Regions from separate parts of the Pan troglodytes genome. Here region 2 is linked to region 1. A link is a contact called in public HiChIP or PLAC-seq data. All regions are on one chromosome and are shown on one strand. Each heading gives the region's core, a stretch centred on a gene start, on an enhancer-like site or on the middle of the called end of the contact. The rest is flanking DNA. Distances are from core to core; before and after follow the strand shown. Region 1 holds the start of MROH1 (maestro heat like repeat family member 1). Region 2 holds the start of DGAT1 (diacylglycerol O-acyltransferase 1).

Region 1 (3,947 bases), core at 515-3,014:
TCCGTGTTCTCTGCACACTGGCTAGGAGCTCCCAAGAGCCACGGGAGCCTTTCCTGGTGCTCCTACCCCAAAGAAACCAAGCTGGGTGGACCGGCACAGACAGAGGATCTCTACCCCAAATAACCCAGCTCTGTGAAAGGGGGGTTACGAGACAGAGGGCAGCAACCAGGCTTCTCTCCTGGGCCTCTGTGGACCCTGGGAAAGAAAACTAAGCACGAGCACCTGTTTCCTGACACAGGAGACAGCCACGAACTCAGGCAAGCACATGCCCCACAGCCTCCACCTCTGACCCCCTGGAGTCCCTCAGCAGTCAGCAATCAACCCCAGCCAGTGGGAAATGACGAGGTGCAGGTCTCCACAAGCCACAGCGGCCTGCACGTCAGTTTCAAGTTAACAAAAACACCTTAGCCTCAGGTCATTCCACTCTGACATCAAAGAGAGACCAGAGACACCTGTTCACGGGGACCCTGAGAGCCTGAGACTGAGCACTGAAGATCCTGCTGACGGCAGCACCCTAGGGTGCCCAGACTGTCCATGCAGCCACGTCACAAACACGTACCACCGATGAAACATGCCGCAAACAACGATTCCCACACGCATCTCCAGCCCTCGCCTCCCCGGGACCCGAGGTCTTCGGGACATCTCCATCCATGGTCATCGCACTGAGACCCAACAGCTCTAAACTCAACTCACCACCCTCACCTGACTTATCACCGGCCCTACCCTGCCTGCCTCTTACCGCATCGTGTGCGTTCACCACCATCCCCTTCCAAAGTGGTCCCTGCCTACAGGGCTGTCCCCGACCCAACTCTGCTCACATCCCTAAGTTCGGCCACACCCCCGTACCCCTTTTCTGCCTACCTCACTGCACTTGAGTTTATGAGTCTGTCCCTTCCCCAACTGAGCAGGCAAAGGAGCCCCTCCCCAGAGTGTGTAGGACCGAGCCACCAGCGCCCGCAGAGTGGTTTCCTCTGACCCTAACACTGCAGCTGCACTGACGCTGCCCGAAAATCCGACCCCCTAAGTCTCACCTTGGCTGAGTGAGGGCTGGCTCCCGGCGGCCCTGCCAGCGCTATGCCCGGCACGCTATGACCAGTCATCCTCGTGACTAGGGACAAATCACCTTCCTGCTCGCGATCGTCAGAGAATACGGAAGGCATACGGAGGCCCGGGGCACGCCGGCTTTGCAGGCTCCGGGCGTATGCTTGGCTTCCCGGAGAGAGGACCCCCGGTGGCCCCGCTTGGGGGGAGAAGGGCCGGGGACCACCGCGCTCCCGGGGAGGGCCGGGCACTGGGGACCACCGGGCTCACAGGAGGGGCGGGCACCGGGGACCACCGGGCTCCCGCGGAGGGGCGGGCACCGGGGACCACCAAGCTCCCCGAAGAGGGGTGGTCGCGCGGCCGAGACGACTTAGCGGCGCAGAGGAGGAGCACAGCCGCACAGCTCCGGCCTCTCTTCCGGGCTGTGGCGCGGCGCACACCTGAGCCGAGGTCCCCGCGACACCCAGGACCCTCCCAGCGTTCGCCCTGTGACCTTGGGGAGGCGCCTCCTGACTCGGCTTCCTCCGCGGCCCCGCCAAGGGAGCCGCCCCAGGCTCTTCAGCCCAGACTTCCCCGAGGGGCTCTTCCCCAGCGCCGCCGAAGGCTCATCCCCACCCGCCGTTTACCTGAGGAGCCGCCGCCACCTCGGCCGGGGCGCCGCCTTCCCGCCCAGCAGGGGCCCGGAGTGGGCGGAGCCGCGCGCGCCGAGCCCGCCCCCGCTGCCTTCTGGCCAACCGCAGCCTGGAGCGCGGCAGCAGGTCCCCGCCCCCGAGCGATCTCTGCACTTATTGGTCGGGGGCACGTCTCTCACGCTCGCTCCACCCCGCCCACCTTCATTTGCAAAGCAGCAGTGCGCAGACTCCGCCTCACGCTCGGCCCCGCCCGTCTGTTCAGCGCCAGTTCGGCCGCCACGGCGCAGGCGCGGCCTTCAGGCTCGCGACAGCTACGCCAGCCCCGGGGTGCTGCAGTCCCCGTGTCCCCGTCGGACGCATACAGCCCTGACAACCTCCGCTCCCAGACGCCGGGGACGCGGGCTCGGCGCGGCGTTGCGGCCGCTCGCAAGCACACGCCCGCCCTGGACTCGCGCGGCCTCGCCCGCCCTCTGTCTGCCCCGGAAGCGCCAGCTGGAGGCCGCGGCACCCGGAGGGGGGCAGGACTCGCAGGGCCCTGCGCTCGTTGGGAAAGAGGCGACCAGCGGGGTCCCGGGAGCTCAGGACGCGATAAGAGCGATGTGAGGAAGGAAAGCGCCCGCCGCGCGTCCAGGCTGGGCGTCGGCAGAGGCGGAGGCGGCGGGAGCAGCGCGGGCAGGATGTCCACTCCTGGCTGGAGGGACGGCGCCCGGGAGAGCGCAGTAGCCTTTGCGGATGCGGGCGCGGCCCCTGCGGCGGCTTCCCGCGCGCCTGTGGCCTTGTCCCCTCCCGGTCTCGGTGCCGCCGCCGCCTCACGCACACCAGCTGCCGCGCGCAGCACAGCCCCACTTTCACTCCGATCACAAACGAACGCCAGCCTCTCCGCCAGGGGGCAGGCCTGAGTCTGTATTTTGCTCCCGAGGGCTGCTTACAAAGCCCAGCACGGGACGGCTGCCCAATGAAGCCCCCCGGGAATGGATTCAGGTGCAGGCAACGACGCGGATAATCGAGACTGCAAAGGGAGGGTGGACAGAGCCAATGGCCGTTCTGATCCTGCAGTCATCACTTGGCTTGACACTCGCGGGCTTCCAGCTGTGTCCTGCCACTGGTGGGAGCGGAGGTGTGCCGCAGGCTCCCAGGCTCCGCAGCAGAGCCCAGAGGCTCAGCCACCCTGGGTCGGGACCACCTTGCTCTGGTTCTAGAGTGGCCGCTTCTTGCAGCCCCCACCTTCGACGAACTCCACCCTGCCCCCGTGCCTCTCAAGCCCTTCTAACACTTAAGCAACCAATCCCACCTGCTTAAATTGCCTGGCGCAGTTTCTATTTTTTTCCTAATGAAGGGGTGGCCTGTCCCTCCACACCTGTGGGTATTTCTAGTCGGGTGGGACGAGAGACTGAGAAAAGAAATAAGACACAGAGACAAAGTATAGAGAAACAACAGTGGGCCCAGGGGACCAGCACCAGCACCGGCCTCTGAGTTCCCTCAGTTTTTATTATTATTTTCATTATTTCAGCAAAAAGGAATGTAGTAGGAGAGCAGGGTGATAATAAGGAGAAGGTCAGCAAAAAACATGTGAGCGAAAGAATCTATGTCATAATTAAGTTCAAGGGAAGGTACTATGACTGGACGTGCACGTAAGCCAGATTTGTTTCTCTCCACCCAAACATCTCAGTGGAGTAAAGAATAACAAAGCAGCATTACTGCAAACATGTCTCACCTCCCACCATAGGGCGGTTTTTCTCCTAGCTCAGAACTGAATGTACAATCGGGTTTTATACCAAGACATTCAGTTCCCAGGGGCAGGCAGGAGACAGTGGCCTTCCTCTATCTCAACTGCAAGAGGCTTTTCTCTTTTACTAATCCACCTCAGCACAGACCCTTTACGGGTGTCAGTTTGGGGGACAGTCAGGTCTTTCTCATCCCACGAGGCCATATTTCAGACTATCACATGGGGAGAAACCTTGGACAATACCCTGCTTTCAAGGGCAGAGGTCCCTGTGGCTTTCCGCAGTGCATTGTGCCCCTGGTTTATCGAGACTAGAGAATGGTGATGACTTTTACCAAGTATACTGCTTGTAAACATTTTGTTAATAAAGCACGTCCTGCACAGCCCTAGATCCCTTAAACCTTGATTTCATACAACACACGTTTTTGTGCGCTCCAGGTTGGATCAAAGTGGCTGGGGCAAAGCTACAAATTAACAACATCTCAGCAAAGCAATTGTTTAAAGTACAGGTCTTTTTCAAAATGGAGTCTCTTATGTCTTCCCTTTCTACA
Region 2 (3,814 bases), core at 855-3,354, 180 kb before region 1:
TCCCTGGTGGTCCAGTCCACCCTCCCATTGTCTTTCTCCTGTGGCCACTTGCCGGCTTTGAGTTGGGACGCGACCACAGGTTGAGTCGTTGATCTCCTCTTCCTAGCATGAGGTGCTCCGTGGCCAGGTCCAGACCTCTCTGAGCTTGGTGTCAGTCCATACTCAGACAGGTCTGGGCCTACCTGGCCACAGAGTGTGTCTGCCAGCGACTGCATTCAACAAATGAATATTCTGAGAGACTGGGTAGGAGATGGGGCTGGTCCTCACCGACCAAGGCCCATGTGTGAGGGGCTCTTGGGTCCAGTGAGGGCGGCCCCACTCGGCAGGCTACACAAAGGGCATCTGCCAGGTAGCTCCAGCCTGCCTGATACCTGGTTGGCAGCAACCCACAGCGGCCTGTGGTGACAAGAATATGTCACCAGGGGGGCAACCAAGGGGGCAGCCCTACTGGCCACTGTTGGTGGAGGTGGTGGAAGAGGACGGAGCTCAGAGGCGAGGCTGTGACCAGCCCACAGGAGAGGACCCCACCTCAGGAGGAGCACCTGTTTGCTTCCAGAGAAGTGCTGCTTGCCCCTGCTCACCCCAGAGGAATGAAACTGTTTCTAGAGTCAGAGTCCTCAGTGAACCCTGGCATCCTGAGATCCAGGATGTTCTCACTCCATGCCCTGTGCAATATGCACACCAAGCCAAGGTGGGCTGCAACTGTGGCTGTTACAATTGATTAGTTGCTTCATTTAACATACAAGATGTCTGGGGCAGTGGCTCATACCTGTAATCCCAGCACCTTCAGAGACCGAGGTGGGAGGATTGCGTGAGGCCAGGAGTTCGAGACCAGCCTGGGCAGAATAGCGAGACCCCCATCTTTAGAAAAAATAACAACAGGCCAGGAGCGGTGGTTTGCGCCTATAATCCCAGCACTTTGGGAGGCCGAGGTGGGCGGATCACGAGGTCAGGAGATCGAGACCAGCCTGGCCAATATGGTGAAAGCCCGTCTCTACTAAAAACAGAAAAATTAGCTGGGCGTGGTGGCATGCGCCTGTAGTCCCGGCTACTCGGGAGGCTGAGGCAGGAGAATCGCTTGAACCCAGGAGGTGGAGGTTGCAGTGAGACGAGATCGCGCTACGGCACTCCAGCCTGGCGACAGAGTGAGACTGTCTCAAAAAAAAGAAAAAAGAAAACAACAAAAAACAACAGGGCGGTTGCACAGGCCGTGCAAATGCACAGAAGCCTCTTGAGTCCCGGCGATCCAGCGGCCCAGACTTCTGACATCCTGGAGAGGCTGGCCCACGTTGGAAACTGGGAGGCCCTGAGAGTTGAGGGACGTGGAGCTCCTTGTGGAGAGAGTGGGTGGGCTGAGAAGACACCACCAAGGGGCCTGCGCCCTCGCCCTCGCCCTCCTCTCGCCGGGCTCTGCAGGCGGGGAGGTGGAGAGCCTGGGAGTCGCGGGCAAGGCAGGCGTCCCGGTGACGCAGGGCCTGGTGCATTTCTCCAGCTTGGTCTTCTGACCTGGCCCTTGTCTGACGTCCCCCTAAGGCGAAGAAAAGGAGGTTCCTGCCGGGGTAACCAGAGGGCTCGCGGAGCAGAAGCGCGCCAGGGACGTTACTGTAAGCTGCGCGCGCAGAAACCAACGCGCTGGGTGGCGGGCGACGCGAGCCGCCGCGGACACCGGCCCGGACAGCTGGACCGTGGCGCACTAGGCGCTTCCTAAATGATTGCCCGGAGTGACTCGCCGAGACCCCGTGTGTACACAAGTGGGACGAGGGGCGGGCGCACAGCGGCCAGGAAGTCGGGGCCCAGCGCACCCCTCAGCGGACCATCCCGCTCCATGGGGCCGGACAGGACCCCGGGACCACGCGGGAGCGATGCAAGGTCCCTTCCCGCTGCGCGCACTTGCGGCCCGCAGCCCCGGCCCTGGGAGCTACCACGGCTCCCAGGGTGCTCTGCGCCGGTGCGGCCGCGGCGACTACGACTCCCAGGGTGCTCTGCGCCGGCGCGCCCGCGGCGACTACGACTCCCAGGGTGCTCTGCGCCCCATCAGCCTCTCCAGGCCCCGCCTCAGGTCGGCCGCGGACTACAAATAGACGTGAGAGGCGGCCGTCCATTAGTTAGCGGCTCCGGAGCAACGCAGCCGTTGTCCTTGAGGCCGACGGGCTCGACGCGGGCGGGTTGAACGCGCTGGTGAGGCGGTCACCCGGGCTACGGCGGCCGGCAGGGGGCAGTGGCGGCCGTTGTCTAGGGCCCGGAGGTGGGGCCGCGCGCCTCGGGCGCTACGAACCCGGCGGGCCCACGCTTGGCTGCGGCCGGGTGCGGGCTGAGGCCATGGGCGACCGCGGCAGCTCCCGGCGCCGGAGGACAGGGTCGCGGCCCTCGAGCCACGGCGGCGGCGGGCCTGCGGCGGCGGAAGAGGAGGTGCGGGACGCCGCTGCGGGCCCCGACGTGGGAGCCGCGGGGGACGCGCCAGCCCCGGCCCCCAACAAGGACGGAGACGCCGGCGTGGGCAGCGGCCACTGGGAGCTGAGGTAGCGGAGCGCCTGACCCCCTAACCTCTGACCCAAGGGCCCCGCGACTTTCCGGGGTTGGCCGAAGCGCGAGCTCCGAGTCCGAGAACATGGGCCCTGGGCTAAGCGGGGATCGGTGTGCCCTATGGGCCCTGTGGGGAAACTGAGGCTTGGGGAGAGTCACCTGACAAGGTCACTGGGTAGGGGCTCTGGAGCTGGCCTTGGCCAGGCAGAGGGGAGCCGGCAGGTGTCCCGCATCCAGATCCTCTTGGGTCTGTGCATCCTCAGGGGCTCCTGAGGAGCTTTTCGAGGGGCGGGCTGGTGGGGGCCCGGCCCTGTGCAGTGTCCCCTTATATGGAAGGAGTCAGATAAGATCTGGGCAGTTTGTGGTGATGGGTTCCTTCTTGGTGCTATGAGCGGTGCCTTGCGGGTAGGAAAGGCTCCCAGGGGAGGGCTGGCCTGCCAGGGAGGGGGCCAGAGGAGCCCAGGCCTGTCCGAGGACAGGGGAATCAGCAGCTGCCCCGGACAAGGGGCAGTGTTAGAGGCGTTCTTGTCCTTGCAGACCCTCCTGAGAGTGGCTGCGTGGCCCATTCATTTCTCCAGTGGTTAGGCTGGCCTGGAGCCCTGCCGATGTTGCCAGAGCCAGCGTCTGTTGTAGGGACAGAGAGTTGGGTTCTGTGTTGGGACTTCCATCCTCCAGGTGGGGAGTGGGGTATGGGGGTGGTGGACACATCTGCAGGCGTGTGCCTTAGCTAGATGACTGACAGAGAGGGGTGGAGGGAGAGAACCATGACCGATGGGAAGGACTTGGCCAGCCTGGGCATTGGCTTCCTCCACCAAGCTGGCCTTGAGCAATCCCCTTGCCACCCTCCATCCCCCCTTTATGGCCTTTACCCTGGCCCAGGGGCCCTCAGGGCTTTGTTTTAGAGAGCAGCTGAGGGCCTAGAGGTTATCAAGGCAGAAGTGGGCTGATTTTGGACATGTAGTTGGCAATGATTTGCTCTCTCAGTGAGCAAGAACAGAGCTTTCCTTCACGGGGCACCATGGGGAGGGGGTTGGGGGAGGGCAGGCACTGTCGTGGCCCTCAGGGTGCTCAGTTCATCTGGGAGATAAGATAACCTCAGCAAGAGTCAGGCATGGAGCAACGTGGACAAAGGTCGGGCACGGAGGCCTTGAAGGGGCCATGGGGAGGAGGGTGGCCCTCCTGAGAGGGGTGCTTGCCTGCTGTGGGCCTGGGGTGCTGGTGAGGGAGGCTGGCCTAGGCACCTCCTACCTGAAAAGGAGGTGTGGCTCCTGGAGTTACCCTCTCTCCAGGA

Evidence for each region. HiChIP or PLAC-seq counts read pairs in DNA pulled down with a chosen protein or histone mark.
Region 2: an H3K4me3 HiChIP or PLAC-seq map of stem cell-derived excitatory neurons shows a contact between it and region 1, with 5 times the contacts expected there. The contact joins the promoter of DGAT1 here to the promoter of MROH1 in region 1. A contact is called at or near these places in 1 of 7 Hi-C or Micro-C datasets (stem cell-derived neural progenitor cells) and 1 of 1 datasets of contacts at active chromatin or transcription factors (stem cell-derived excitatory neurons).

The regions. Positions count from the first base shown.
Region 1 is chr7:154,509,419-154,513,365 of NHGRI_mPanTro3-v2.0_pri, reverse strand. MROH1 (maestro heat like repeat family member 1) reads right to left here and starts at 1,764. Exons shown (of 43, transcript XM_063816715.1): 1 at 1,668-1,764.
Region 2 is chr7:154,690,455-154,694,268 of NHGRI_mPanTro3-v2.0_pri, reverse strand. DGAT1 (diacylglycerol O-acyltransferase 1) reads left to right here and starts at 2,104. Exons shown (of 17, transcript XM_016960108.4): 1 at 2,104-2,519. The coding sequence starts at 2,320.